4 separate regions of the Mus musculus genome follow, and regions 1, 2 and 3 are each linked to region 4. A link is a contact called in public HiChIP or PLAC-seq and promoter capture Hi-C data. All regions are on one chromosome and are shown on one strand. Each heading gives the region's core, a stretch centred on a gene start, on an enhancer-like site or on the middle of the called end of the contact. The rest is flanking DNA. Distances are from core to core; before and after follow the strand shown. Region 1 has its middle 13 kb from the start of Gm13710. Region 2 has its middle 43 kb from the start of Gm13710. Region 3 holds the start of Lrrc55 (leucine rich repeat containing 55). Region 4 holds the start of Timm10 (translocase of inner mitochondrial membrane 10).

Evidence for each region. Promoter capture Hi-C pulls out the DNA fragments that hold promoters and counts their contacts. HiChIP or PLAC-seq counts read pairs in DNA pulled down with a chosen protein or histone mark.
Region 1: a contact with region 4 is called in a promoter capture Hi-C map of frontonasal cranial neural crest, with 2.5 times the contacts expected there. The contact joins the enhancer-like site here to the promoter of Timm10 in region 4. A contact is called at or near these places in 4 of 39 promoter capture datasets (the C10 cell line, cranial neural crest, frontonasal cranial neural crest and 1 more) and 4 of 115 datasets of contacts at active chromatin or transcription factors (bone marrow-derived macrophages, embryonic stem cells and pancreatic cancer cells).
Region 2: a FOXA1 HiChIP or PLAC-seq map of pancreatic cancer cells shows a contact between it and region 4. The contact joins the enhancer-like site here to the promoter of Timm10 in region 4. A contact is called at or near these places in 1 of 39 promoter capture datasets (cranial neural crest) and 5 of 115 datasets of contacts at active chromatin or transcription factors (bone marrow-derived macrophages, embryonic stem cells and pancreatic cancer cells).
Region 3: a promoter capture Hi-C map of hippocampal neurons shows a contact between it and region 4, with 2.3 times the contacts expected there. The contact joins the promoter of Lrrc55 here to the promoter of Timm10 in region 4. A contact is called at or near these places in 1 of 39 promoter capture datasets (hippocampal neurons) and 1 of 115 datasets of contacts at active chromatin or transcription factors (pancreatic cancer cells).

Annotation. Positions count from the first base shown.
Region 1 is chr2:84,518,423-84,521,186 of GRCm38.p6, forward strand. No RefSeq gene overlaps it. Among named protein-coding and RNA genes, the nearest start is that of Gm13710, 13 kb to the left of the region's middle. RefSeq lists an enhancer at 1-2,381. Within about 2 kb of position 1,354, at least 108 of the 459 cell types and tissues checked have an H3K27ac peak or open chromatin away from gene starts, as enhancers often do. A contact at or near this core is called in embryonic stem cells and pancreatic cancer cells, where this site is marked.
Region 2 is chr2:84,548,559-84,551,435 of GRCm38.p6, forward strand. No RefSeq gene overlaps it. Among named protein-coding and RNA genes, the nearest start is that of Gm13710, 43 kb to the left of the region's middle. Within about 2 kb of position 1,268, at least 51 of the 459 cell types and tissues checked have an H3K27ac peak or open chromatin away from gene starts, as enhancers often do. A contact at or near this core is called in pancreatic cancer cells, where this site is marked.
Region 3 is chr2:85,197,450-85,200,595 of GRCm38.p6, forward strand. Lrrc55 (leucine rich repeat containing 55) reads right to left here and starts at 1,301. Exons shown (of 3, transcript NM_001033346.4): 1 at 995-1,301; 2 at 1-58.
Region 4 is chr2:84,825,671-84,828,463 of GRCm38.p6, forward strand. Timm10 (translocase of inner mitochondrial membrane 10) reads left to right here and starts at 1,351. Exons shown (of 3, transcript NM_013899.2): 1 at 1,351-1,477; 2 at 1,929-2,043. The coding sequence starts at 1,973. It also overlaps a transcript of Smtnl1 not described here.

The DNA of each region.
Region 1 (2,764 bases), core at 104-2,603, 310 kb before region 4:
GGGCATTGCTTGTTTCCACTCATCATGAGTTATTAGCAGATTTTAAGTGAATTAGTAATTTCTTGATTCTTCTCCCAAACACTAGACCTCACCGTCCTCTTAAAGGCAAAGCCTGTCAATGGCCAGGCAGAGGGATAGATGGGAGGATGAGAGATTTTTAAAAGATTACATCATGTTTTGCTTATGAATACCAAAATAAGAAGAAAGCTAGAAAAGAATGTGAAACCTTTCTCCTTAGGAGAAAAAAGAGCATGAATGTCTCATGAAATTTTTTATTATGCTTTGTTATAAATCAAAACTACCTCCACAGGATACAGAGATCTTTTCTGTCTCCCCAAGAAACAGTCAGTAAAGTTGTCATTACTCATTATTCCTTTCTTACAATGGATTTGTTTTGGGGGATGTGATACAAGTTTCTGCTTCAAGGTGGGTGTAGGGTCAAGAGCAGAGATTACTCACAGTGCCCGGCTCTGCTGAGTTACAAGAATAGCCTATTGTATTCCGCAGCCCCGGAGTCCTTATCTCTGCTTAAAGAGAACAGAAAATGTGCAACCTTGAAATACAGAGGCCCATTCACTTTTGTAGGTGAAACCAAAAGAGCCTTGTACTGTTTTAGAAATAAATGAAGTCCCAGTTGGCTAGCGGATACCAAGGGAAGACAACAGCCTATTGAAAGGTAAATTCATCCTTTGTACAAATAACCAAACTTGAATACCAAAACTAGTTCGGAACTCACACACCCATTTAAGATGACTCTAAGCTTGGTGTAGTATGTCTCATTCCTTCAGCTGAAAGGTCTAATTGTCTTTGAGACAGCCTATATCTATGATCCTAGAGCCCCGTGTTTTACGTTGTTTCCACTACAGTTCCCTCTCCAGACAGATCCACTCTTCCTGATTAGTGTAGCCTTCAATAAGAAAAGACAATCAATTCTCCGATTCATCACCTAGAATGAATCTCCTCTCTGGAGATTCTGGCTTTAATCATCTCCAGACCCTGCTCTTCCCCACGGCCCCGGCAGTCACAGCACTCCTTTGCTGCCGCATCTTTCCCTGTGGGTAACTTTGTGCTGGTTTGAACCTCTGGGAAAGTCAAATCTACAGGCATGCCTTTCCCCTTTAGAGACTGCCCCCAAAATAAATACAGAGATCTACTTTCCCTCTCAGCCTGCATTCCACAGGCTTTGCTTCTGTTTACACTCGGGAAACTGTTTCCGGGATTTGTCTGGAATAGGCCAGTGTTTGCTCCACGGTTTCAGTAGTCACCTTGTCTCCCTCACGTCAGATAGGCAGGTCAGTCTGGACTCTTAGGTTCTTGAGAGAGTGGAGTGGAAACTTGGCAGAGTACGTACCTGACCGTTGAAAAGAATTGAGACACACCAAACAAGGATGAAAGGGGAAAAGCTTAACGTATTCCACTGTGCCAGGTTAACCTTTGTTCATGGTTTGGCATGTGCCTTGTATGCCTTTCCTACTACGTATGAGGAGAGAAGGAAATGGGAGTGGTTCCAAGGCCAGCCAGGGCGACAATAAAGATAAACACCCGCACACGGCTCACAATTGGACTGTATAATGTGGCAGTGAATGGGGTCACTAGGGAAGAAGCGTGTGATGTCACAGCACAGGTGGGGATGCCAGGCCTTCAGAACGCGTTCATGGCTATGTCCATGGTGTACCCTCTGTCTTCTCTAAGTGCGCTGCCGATCTTTCTATGCCAGGCCTCCACCCCAGATCCCAAAGGCATTTCTTCACACAAACAAATCTCCCTCCTGGCAAGCCTTTGTTTTTACACAATAATTCCTCATGAGGTAGAAAACTAAAGAGGGGCTGGTCTCCTCCCTTTTCTTCTTGGGGTCGTCAGTTCTTTTTTGCTTTATTTTGTTTAATGTTTGTGAGTGTTTGCCTTTCATGCGTACATGCTCACTGTGACTGTGCCTGGTGCCTGCAGAGACCAGTAGAGGGTCCCCTGGAACTGTCTATATAGACAGTCCTGAACTACCATGTGGATGTTGGGAACCAAACTTGGGACCTCTTGCAAGAGCAGCAAGGGCTCTTACTTGCTGAGTTCTCTCTTCAGCTCCAAGTCACTTGTTCCTATTGGCCCTGCCAACTCCTTCACCTCTTGCCCTAAGAAACCCAAGAAAACCTAGGTGTAAAAGCAACTTAACTTTTATTCCCCTGTTATAGCTGTTGTCTGGGAGGCTTACTGCCTCCATCTGCTAATCTAGGCCTAGAATGGTTTCAGCCTCTGAGACTTGCTGCAGAGTAAGGTTCCCCTTTCTGGTTCTTTCTGAACTCTGGCTGGCTGGTTCAACTCAGCTGTTCTGGCTCAAACTCCCCTCCCAGCTGACTGATTTAAACTGGCTTCTCTCTTGGCCTTTGAATTGCCTCAAACTAACTTTTCTCATCATCTGTCTCCTTCTCATTCTCTGGTTCATTCTGTCTTTACCTGTGCCTAGCTTGTTCTCTGTAAAACTCTACCCTGCAAATCCGCCTCCTCCTCCCTCTCTGTACTGCGCCACTCCTCTCTCAACGCTACTGCTCTCCACCAACTCTACTGTATTCCTTCACTGTACTCTCTTCTTCCTCTACTGTCTCTCCCTTAAGTAGCTTCCTGTCTCGTGAAAGTCGGACCTACCTCCGCATTCTGTCAGATCTTTCTCTGATTCACTTTCAAACATGGGTGCTTCCTTCTACAAACTAGCTTGACTTTCATTGTTTGGGATCAAAGGTAAGTGCTAAGGGCTGAGCCACACCCTAACTAG
Region 2 (2,877 bases), core at 18-2,517, 280 kb before region 4:
ATGTAAGTTTAATGTGAGCTTTACCCTAAAACGTATGTAGAACAGAAATGTAAAGTTCTATTTTTCAGCCAGTACTCAGGAAGGAGAGGCACACGCCTGCTCACGTTTACCGCCTTCTCTATTTCTATCCAGTCTAGGAATGCAGGCAGGGAATAGTCCCATCTACAGTTGGTGGGTCTTTCCACAGCAATTAACAAATCAAGACACAGCCACAGACATGGCCACAGGCCAACCTGATCTAAGCACTCCCGCAATGAGACTCCCTTCTCAGGGGAGTCTAGATTTTGCCAAGTTGACAACTATCACAACTCCATGGCTGGCAACCTGCCACGTGAACGCATCACTTTTAAGCCGTAATTTTCTACCCTGTGTCCCAAAGTCTCATGTTTATTTGATAAAGTAAAATGCAATTGGGTTTTTAAAGTTCCCACAGTTTTCAAAAATCCCAACACTTAGCTGGGCAGCACATGCCTTCAATCCAAGCACTGGGGAGGCAGAGGCAGGTGGATCTCTGAGTTCAAGGCCAGCCTGGTCTACCATGCAAGTTCCAGGAAAGCCAGGGCTACACAGAACAACCTTGTCTCAAAATAATAACAAATAAATAATAAGTTCAAAATTTCTTAACTGTGAGCTCCTCCTATGAAGTGGAAGTAAGTTACATAGTTTCAACATACAGTGACACAGAAGAAACATTCCTATTTCAAAATGGAAAAATCTAGGCCATAGCAAGGAGTAACCAACCAAAACCAAAAATCCAACAGCGGAAGCCATATCCTGAAGCTGCATGGTTGGCAACAGAGACTTGTAGTCAAATGGACTCCGAAAGACTTGGGCCCCTGCAGCACTCCAAACCCTGGTGCCTGCAGCACATACAGCTTCTCTCTTAGGCTTCAGCTGACTCTCCTATGTACCCAACGCTTTCCTTGGTAGATGCCCCATTGTCCTGACACCTCCAGCATCCTGGAGACTCTGCTGTAGCTTAGCCTTCACTTTACAGCCTCTTGGCAGTGACTATATCCTTAACACCCCAAAATAAATTTTTAAAAAATTAAAACTGTATATTTTATTTATTTAAAGTGTGACTGTTATGGGATTTGAGTTTGTGAGCTTTGGGGCCCCAAGGAGAAAATTCTAGATTTTAAATTAGTTTATGAGAGACTGACTTTTCAAGGAACACCCCCACACTTCCTACCATATGCCTGCCCTAAGACAGCCAGTGTATCCTGGAGTGGTGAGTTAAGTTGTACATTCTCACGTAGGCAGGACCTTAGTCATTTCTCCCCAGGGCTGGAATGTGCTTCTCCCATCATTGTGTCAGCTGACAAACTGTGTGGTCATTCTGGCCCGGCATAAATATAACATCTTGTGGGAAACTTCAGACTCCACAGATCGAAATGCTCCATCCTTTGTACTTTGGTTTTCCTTTGTTAAAGAAAAAAAAAAAGTAGGGCAGGGATTACTTCAGTCTGTAGAATGCTTGCCTGGTATGTACAGAGCCCTGGGTTCTGTCCCGGGCACTGCAAAAACAGGACTTGGTGGCATACGCCTCCCAGCACTTGGAAGATAAGGGCTGGAGGATCCACAGAATAACTTCATCCTCAGCTACACAGTGAGTTTGAGGCTAGCCTGGGAGACATGGAACCTGGAAGGAAGAAGGAAGGAAGGAAGGAAGGAAGGAAGGAAGGAAGGAAGGAAGGAAGGAAGGAAGGAAGGAAGGAAAAGTAATCAGAAATCAAAGAGAACAGATATTTTTCACTTCTAAGCAGGAACTCCACAGAGTCTAAGAAAGTTTTAGATCTAAAGGTGCAGGAGGAGAAATGAGGTTGTTTTCTAACTGCCTCTTTCCTGAGTTAGCAGGACAAAGTCCCTGGGTGCTCCTGGCTGCCAGCATTTGTGTTTTAATCAGAGTTCTGGTAGATTTGTGCAGTATTCCTTCTGTATGCTGTCTGGTTCAAGATCATGGCATTTGGTTGCCTCTGTGGGCACCATACAGTGCTTGAGTCTCCATGGAGTCATCTCATTGGCTAGGCAGGCTAGTTCCTAACTTCATTTTCCAGCATCAGTGAGTGTTATGGTTTCTCCCACACCAGCAGGGGGCACCCTGTGTGTGTTTGTGTGTACAGTCACTAATCTCCCATCTTGGTCTCTCAGCCCCTGGTTCTAGCATGAAAAACTAGGATTAGTGCTTACCCTTGGGCTTATATGAGATAATCTAACCAAGTGCCTACTGTAGAGTCTCTCACAGAATAGATGCTCAGCAAATTACAGCCAAATAGTAAAGCACTAGGGTTAGCTCAGTGTGGTAGGGTGTTCTCTTGGGCAAGAAAGGCCCTGGGTTTGGTCTCCAGCACAACAAAGCAACCATCCAAACAAAGAGCTGGAATCTTTCTCTTGGAAACAGGGAGGCTGCCTCTAGATAAAGCCTAATAAAACTGCCACAAAGTTAGAGGGGTGAAAAACGATTCCTCAATTCCTCATAAGGAACTAACACTCTCTCATCATCACGTTGCACTGATGAGTGTTTTTCCCATGTTCCCATCTAGAAACACACACCCTCTCCTACCCATCATTCAATCCTTGGGACTGGCCCCATACAATCACACACCCTTAATAGGAGTGGACAGTACTTTTGAATATCATTTCATTGTACATTTTATTGTTACCTTCATTTAATGAAAATCACATAGCTGAGCAATTGTAACACTGAGACATCAGAATACAGATAGAGGCCGTGGGATTGAGAGCACATGTTCTTTCTGCTGCTCTGGACATCCTCAGTCATCCTCTGAGCCTTGGCTTTCTGCATTTCAAAGCCTCTGCCACCGCCAAGCCCGTCTTAAAGCCCATTCACAGTGGGTTTCAGTGCAAGGATTCTGT
Region 3 (3,146 bases), core at 51-2,550, 370 kb after region 4:
GTCTTCAAGCTGTCACCATGCTCAGCTGTGCACTCAGCAGGCGGAGGCAGAAGTCACTCTGTCAACAAGAAAAGCATTCAGGCAAAGAAATCTAGTGTCCTTACATCCCTGCCCCCTTGCCTTGCTCCTTTGTCTTCACTCCTCCTTACTTTACTCTTCTTTCTTCTTTGAACCTATCTGTTCCCAACCACAAAGTTCTTTGCTCACTATCTTTCAGATGAGGACCACAGTGAGCTCAGAAACCCAGTCTACACCCACCTACTAACCGCATCCATCTGACCTGAAATTCTTCTCCTAGGTTTCTGTCCGGAGTTGGGTGCATTTTCTTCTATTGCTCATAGCTCCACCCTCGTGAGCACCAAATACCCCACCCTGAAAAACTCCCCAAGAAAAACATGCATCTAAGCTCTGGCAGTTTGTACACCCCTCTTATCCACTTTTTCAGCCCCCCCCCATCTCTTTCTTACACACACACACACACACATACACACACACACACACACACACACACACACACACACACACACACACTCACACACACATACTTTCACTGTACCCCCTCCCAGCTTCTTTCTACACACATTCCCTACCCAAGTGTGCCCCGGCATCTTTTATACCACAGCACAGCCCTAACCCCAGCATCCTTTTATGTTCTACTCTCCAGCTCCCAGCCTCCTGCTTAAGCCCACACACATACTTGGTCTGGCAAAGAGATGGAGAACCTCATCCCACCCAGGGCCTCACCCCGCTGCTCATCCCTCACTCTCTGTGGCTTCAGCTTTTCTTTTACTCACCTGCTGTCCTCACTTGCCCCCACTACCCCCACCCCTTTATCCCGTCGTCGCTCGGTCATTTCCCCACCCAGTTCCCCACTGCTTCGTAGCTTCAGTCTCACCCATTGGGAAATCACCCCGGCACCCCCTTATACAGACTAATTTTTCTTAGCTTCGGGGTCTTCTGCTATACTCCCGCGGGCCCTCAGGAGACTACTCACTCTGTTCCAAGGACACAGACATCAATCTTACGCAGACGAACGGCTCTGCCTCCCTCATCCTGGAATCCCCCGCTCCTTTGCTTGCTAGCTTCCGAACAGATTGCCTATCCGGCTCTTCCCCTCCCCCGACTCTCCTCTTCCATGTCTCCTGCATCCCAGGCCAGCATCTTCTGCGGTTTCCTGTCCTGTGGTCCCTGTGCCCCTTCTTTTACGCTGAAAGGAAATTTGAGAGAGGATGCTTAGAAAGTTCACAGAATCTGAATGCCTCTTGGGAAACTCAGCTGGTGCCGAGGCTGCCTTGGTGTGTGGCTTCCGCCAGAGCCAGGTCTTCCCCTCCCTCCTCTCTCTCTCTGGCTCTCCCCCTCCCTCCATCCTTCTCTCCTCCTCTCTCTCTTTCACTCCCCTTTTTTTTCCTCGAGGGCCAGGTAATGACGTTTCACTGTCTCTTAGCAACTGCCTCCACATCTCTGAGCAACAGGGGGAACTGGCTATAGACCCCACCAAGATGAGAAAAGAGAATGAAGTACTCCTGGTGAATTTACAGCCACCCTCAGGGTCCTAGTGGGTAGGGCAAGGGGAAGAAAGGAGAGGAGGGTAGGCAGCCCCAGAACAGGGATTAGGGCAGAAGAGCAGGCAATGGAGAGAGGGCAAGAGGGCTCTCCAGGAAAGGATAGAGCATTGGTCTGAAATCTTAGATGGAACATGGAGAGTTTAAGTGCATCTCACTCCACAGGGATACAAGAGAAGGCATAAAATGGGGAGAGGAATGTAATGGGGATGGGGAAAAGCAAAATAGATGAGAGCAATGAAGGCAAGCATAATGATGGGCAGAGAAAAGAAACATGGTTGATTCTTAGTGTTTGTTTATCCGATGGGCAAATGTTTTCTATTTAGCTGCTTTATGACATCTGTGTCCAGGTTGGAGCACCAGGTGATTAGATGAAGCTTGCATATTAGAAAGAATTACAGGTGAATTATTTCCTCTGCTCCTTGTTTCTAAGCCCTTACCCCATGAGTTATCTGAGGCTAGGGGATTCAGCTGGAGTACCAATTGAGCTGAGAGCCCTTGGGATGCAAGGAAACAATTGCCTAGTTTAAATGAGGGTACCTGGACCACTACAGATTCTTGGTTATATCCTTAGGGAATGGAAGTGGCCAGTAAAAAGTATCATGGTCCTGGGTTGGGTAAAAGTCCCGCAGTACAAACACAAAACTGGGGTCTTGATCCTCAGTACTGTGTAGCTGCCTGGCACAGAGATCTTGACTCAGTGTGCAAGGTGGAGAGTTATTGAGACACCTCTGGCCTCCACATGCATGTGAACACATGTGTATGCACACATAAATGAACATGGATATGCATATATTTAATACACACACCCACACTTGCACGCGTGCGCACACACACACAGACACACACACAGACACACACACACACACACAGACACACACACACACACACACACAGATACACACACACACACACAGACACACACACACAGATACACACACACACACACACAGACACCCATGGTCAAAGAACACTATGCTTCTTTCTTCTTTCTAAGGGTTCTAGGAATCCCTTTTGTTGTTCTGTTCCCTTTAAGATTCTCATTCTATTGAGTTCAGATGAAAGTGAAATTCACACAATCTCTTTTCTTTTCTTCTCTCTCTCTCTCTCTTTCTTTCTTTTTTGTTCTTTTTTTGTTTTTTGTAGCCCTGGCTGTCCTGGAACTCACTTTGTAGACCAGGTTGGCCTCAAACTCAGAAATCTGCCTGCCTCTGCCTCCCAAGTGCTGGGATTAAAGGCGTGTGTCACCACGCCTGGTACCATCTCTTTTCTTGAGTAAGTGTCTTTACAGTGGGTCATAATTTGCACATTGGCTTGGCTAGTTGGTTTGATTAAATAGGTGGTTTCTCTCTTCTCTCTCCCTTCTCCTCTTCCCCTCTCCTCCTCTTCCTTTCTCCTCTCCTTATCTCACTTCTCTCCTCTTTTCTCTCATCAGGTGTCTTGCTGTGCAGTTCAGGTTGACCTTGAATTCTCAATCTTCTTGCCTCCTTAGTGCTGTTGCATTACAACCTCCACATTTGCTTTCTTTTCCTTTAAAAATAACTCTTTGTACATTTACCATTTGCTAAATAATTGACCAGATGG
Region 4 (2,793 bases), core at 101-2,600:
TGGTTGCTGCGAGAATCAGTTGTCCTTTGACCTCCTTTGATCCTACCATGGGCTCCTCCTCCTCCTTCTTCAATATATTTATTTTCTGTATCTATGAGTACACTGTAGCTCTGACACACCAGAAGAGGCACTGGATTCCATTACAGATGGTTGTGAGTCACCTTGTGGTTGCTGGGAATTGAACTCAAGACCTCTGGAACAGCAGTCAGTACTCTTAGCCACTGAGCCATCTCTCCAGCCCAAGGACACATGTTCTTATAAATAAATTTAAATTTAAAAATAGTATATCAAATGACCTGTGTAGTTCAGTTGTGGAGGGTTTGCATGAGACCCTGGATTCAACCTTCAGCACTGTGGAAGAGAGATGAAAAAAACATCACTATTAGCTGAGAATGTGAAAATAGCACTTTGGGAAAAAGACTTCATCTGCTAAAGATAATAGATCAAGAAAATGTGACTAAATAGTAAGAATTATTAAATCTTGGGGATAGATTCAATGACGTTCATTAGACTGTGTTCTGTGTTGTGAATTTGCCCTAATAAAATTTTAAAGGGATAAACCCAATGCTTTTTATTATTACATTTATTTATTTACTTACTTTATTTATTGTGCATGTGTAGGGCTATAATAAAGAAGTGCAGTAAAACATGTTGCAGCACTGGGGCAGTTGATAGAGTGCTTGCCTAAGCATGTGGTCCTGTTTTCATCCCAACATTGCAAAAGTCAGGCATAATGGCGCTTATCTGTAGCCGAAGCACTAGTGAGGTGGAGGCAGGTTCGTAAGTTCTAGGTCATCTTCGGCTACACCGCAAATTAGAGAGCAGCCTAGGTTCCATGGGACCCTGCCTCAAAAGCAAATAAAGACAATCTCTATACATGTTTCTTTTTTTCTGCGAGCAGCGATCGTGTATCTTCTCTGCAACTCCACTAGTTAATGTTGCACACTGCTCCCCGGGATTCTGATTTCAGGGGTATGAGGTAACGTCTGGGCGCTGAGGTGTTTTTTTTTTTTTTTTTTTTTTTTTTTTAAAGTGCTCCAGGTGTTTTAACATGCAAAATTGACAGGCTCCTTTGGGAAACGTTCTCCTTTCTTCACATAAGATCCGTCTGCGCTCTGGCGTGGGCTCTCCATGGTGGGTTCAGGGAGCCAAGCTTCTTCCACACTGCAAACGCTCAGGCGTCTCCCGGACAACCGGAGGGATGGAATGCTAACAAGGCTGCCGGCGCTCTGCCACTCACTCAGCATTCTATGGTACTTTGGAGTCCACTCTAGCAAATTAAGGTCGGTTTCTCTATGGTAGCCGGTTTCCCAGCGCAGCCTGGTCGGCGTTTTCTTCCGGATCAAAGAAGAGGCTAGACTTCCTTCCGGAAGTGACCCACGTGCTTCTTATTTCGCCTGCCTTGGTACCCGGTAACTTTTTACTATTGACCCGAAGTTGGGGACGTTGCGGGAGCTGTGACCTGCCCCAGGCCGTGGTGAGTGGGCCGTGGTGTCTGATACCCAGGGTAACCCTGATTCCTGATTATGCCATTGCCGTGACAGAGGCTCAGCCTTTAGACCCACCCCGGGAACCTAGGCTGTGGTTAGGGTCACATTCTCGGGGCTGCATGGGTTCAGACCCACGGTTTTGTGTGTTCCGTCCCAACTGTCAATCCTCTGGCTCTAGGAGTGATCTCGAGGTACTAAGAGGGCTCGGTTTCCATCCCCGAGCCCCATGACATCGCGAGTGACCTTGAGCTGGACACTGTCCTCTTTAAGGGCCTCATCTCCACTTCTGTTAAGAGGGCTGATTACGTTTACTGAGCGGGGTATTGGTCCCCGCTGGTCTGAAACACTGTAATTCCTCGCGCCCTCCAGCCCCCCCGGGGGGGTGGTACTAGGGTGAACCGGGAGGGATCGATGCTGACTGATCATGTCCGCTCCTAGGACTAAAGACCAGGAGGCTATTCTCTCCACGGTGCTAAGTTGACATGGATCCGCTCAGAGCCCAGCAGCTGGCTGCGGAGCTGGAGGTGGAGATGATGGCTGACATGTACAACAGGTAAAGAGAAGCACTCGGCTTCACCTTGTCTAGGAAAACTCGCCCTAGTCACCCCTAGCCCGACAGAGTGAAGCACTTGTAACGAATGCTTTCGATAAGGTAGTGGAGCCAAGTCCCGCCCTCCTAATCCCGCCCCACCCTCACCGCGTGCTTCGCTGAAGTAAATACAGGTCACTGGAAGGACTTGGTTGGCTATTTGGAGGGAATAAAAGGGGTGTATGATGGAGAATCTCCTGCCCAGGCTCTGCTGAGTATCAAGAACATATAAGCACTTTCTCTTCTCTTCTCTTCTCTTCTCTTCTCTTCTCTTCTCTTCTCTTCTCTTCTCTTCTCTTCTCTTCTCTTCTCTTCTCTCCTCGTTTCCATCTTTCTTTCTCCTTAGATAGCCCATTTACCCTTGTTTATGTAGTTTATGTATTTTGTGTTTGTTTATGAATGCCAACATGCATGCCATAGCGCCACACATGTGGAGGTCAGAGGGCAGCTTAATAGGATCTCATCTTGGATTGAACTCAAATCTTCTGGTTTGGCAGCAAGTGCCTTTGCCGCCTAAGCCTTCTGAACAGCCATTTAGTAATGAATAGTATTTAGTTGCTAATATTTATTAATGTTTTTCTTCCTTTTTGGGGGGGATGGAGTGGATGTTGTTTTGTTCTTGTTTTTCACGATGGGGCTTCTCTGTGTTGCCTTGGTTGTCAGCTTAATCTGTATAGACCAGGCTGGCCTCACTCTCAGAGATCCACCTGTCTC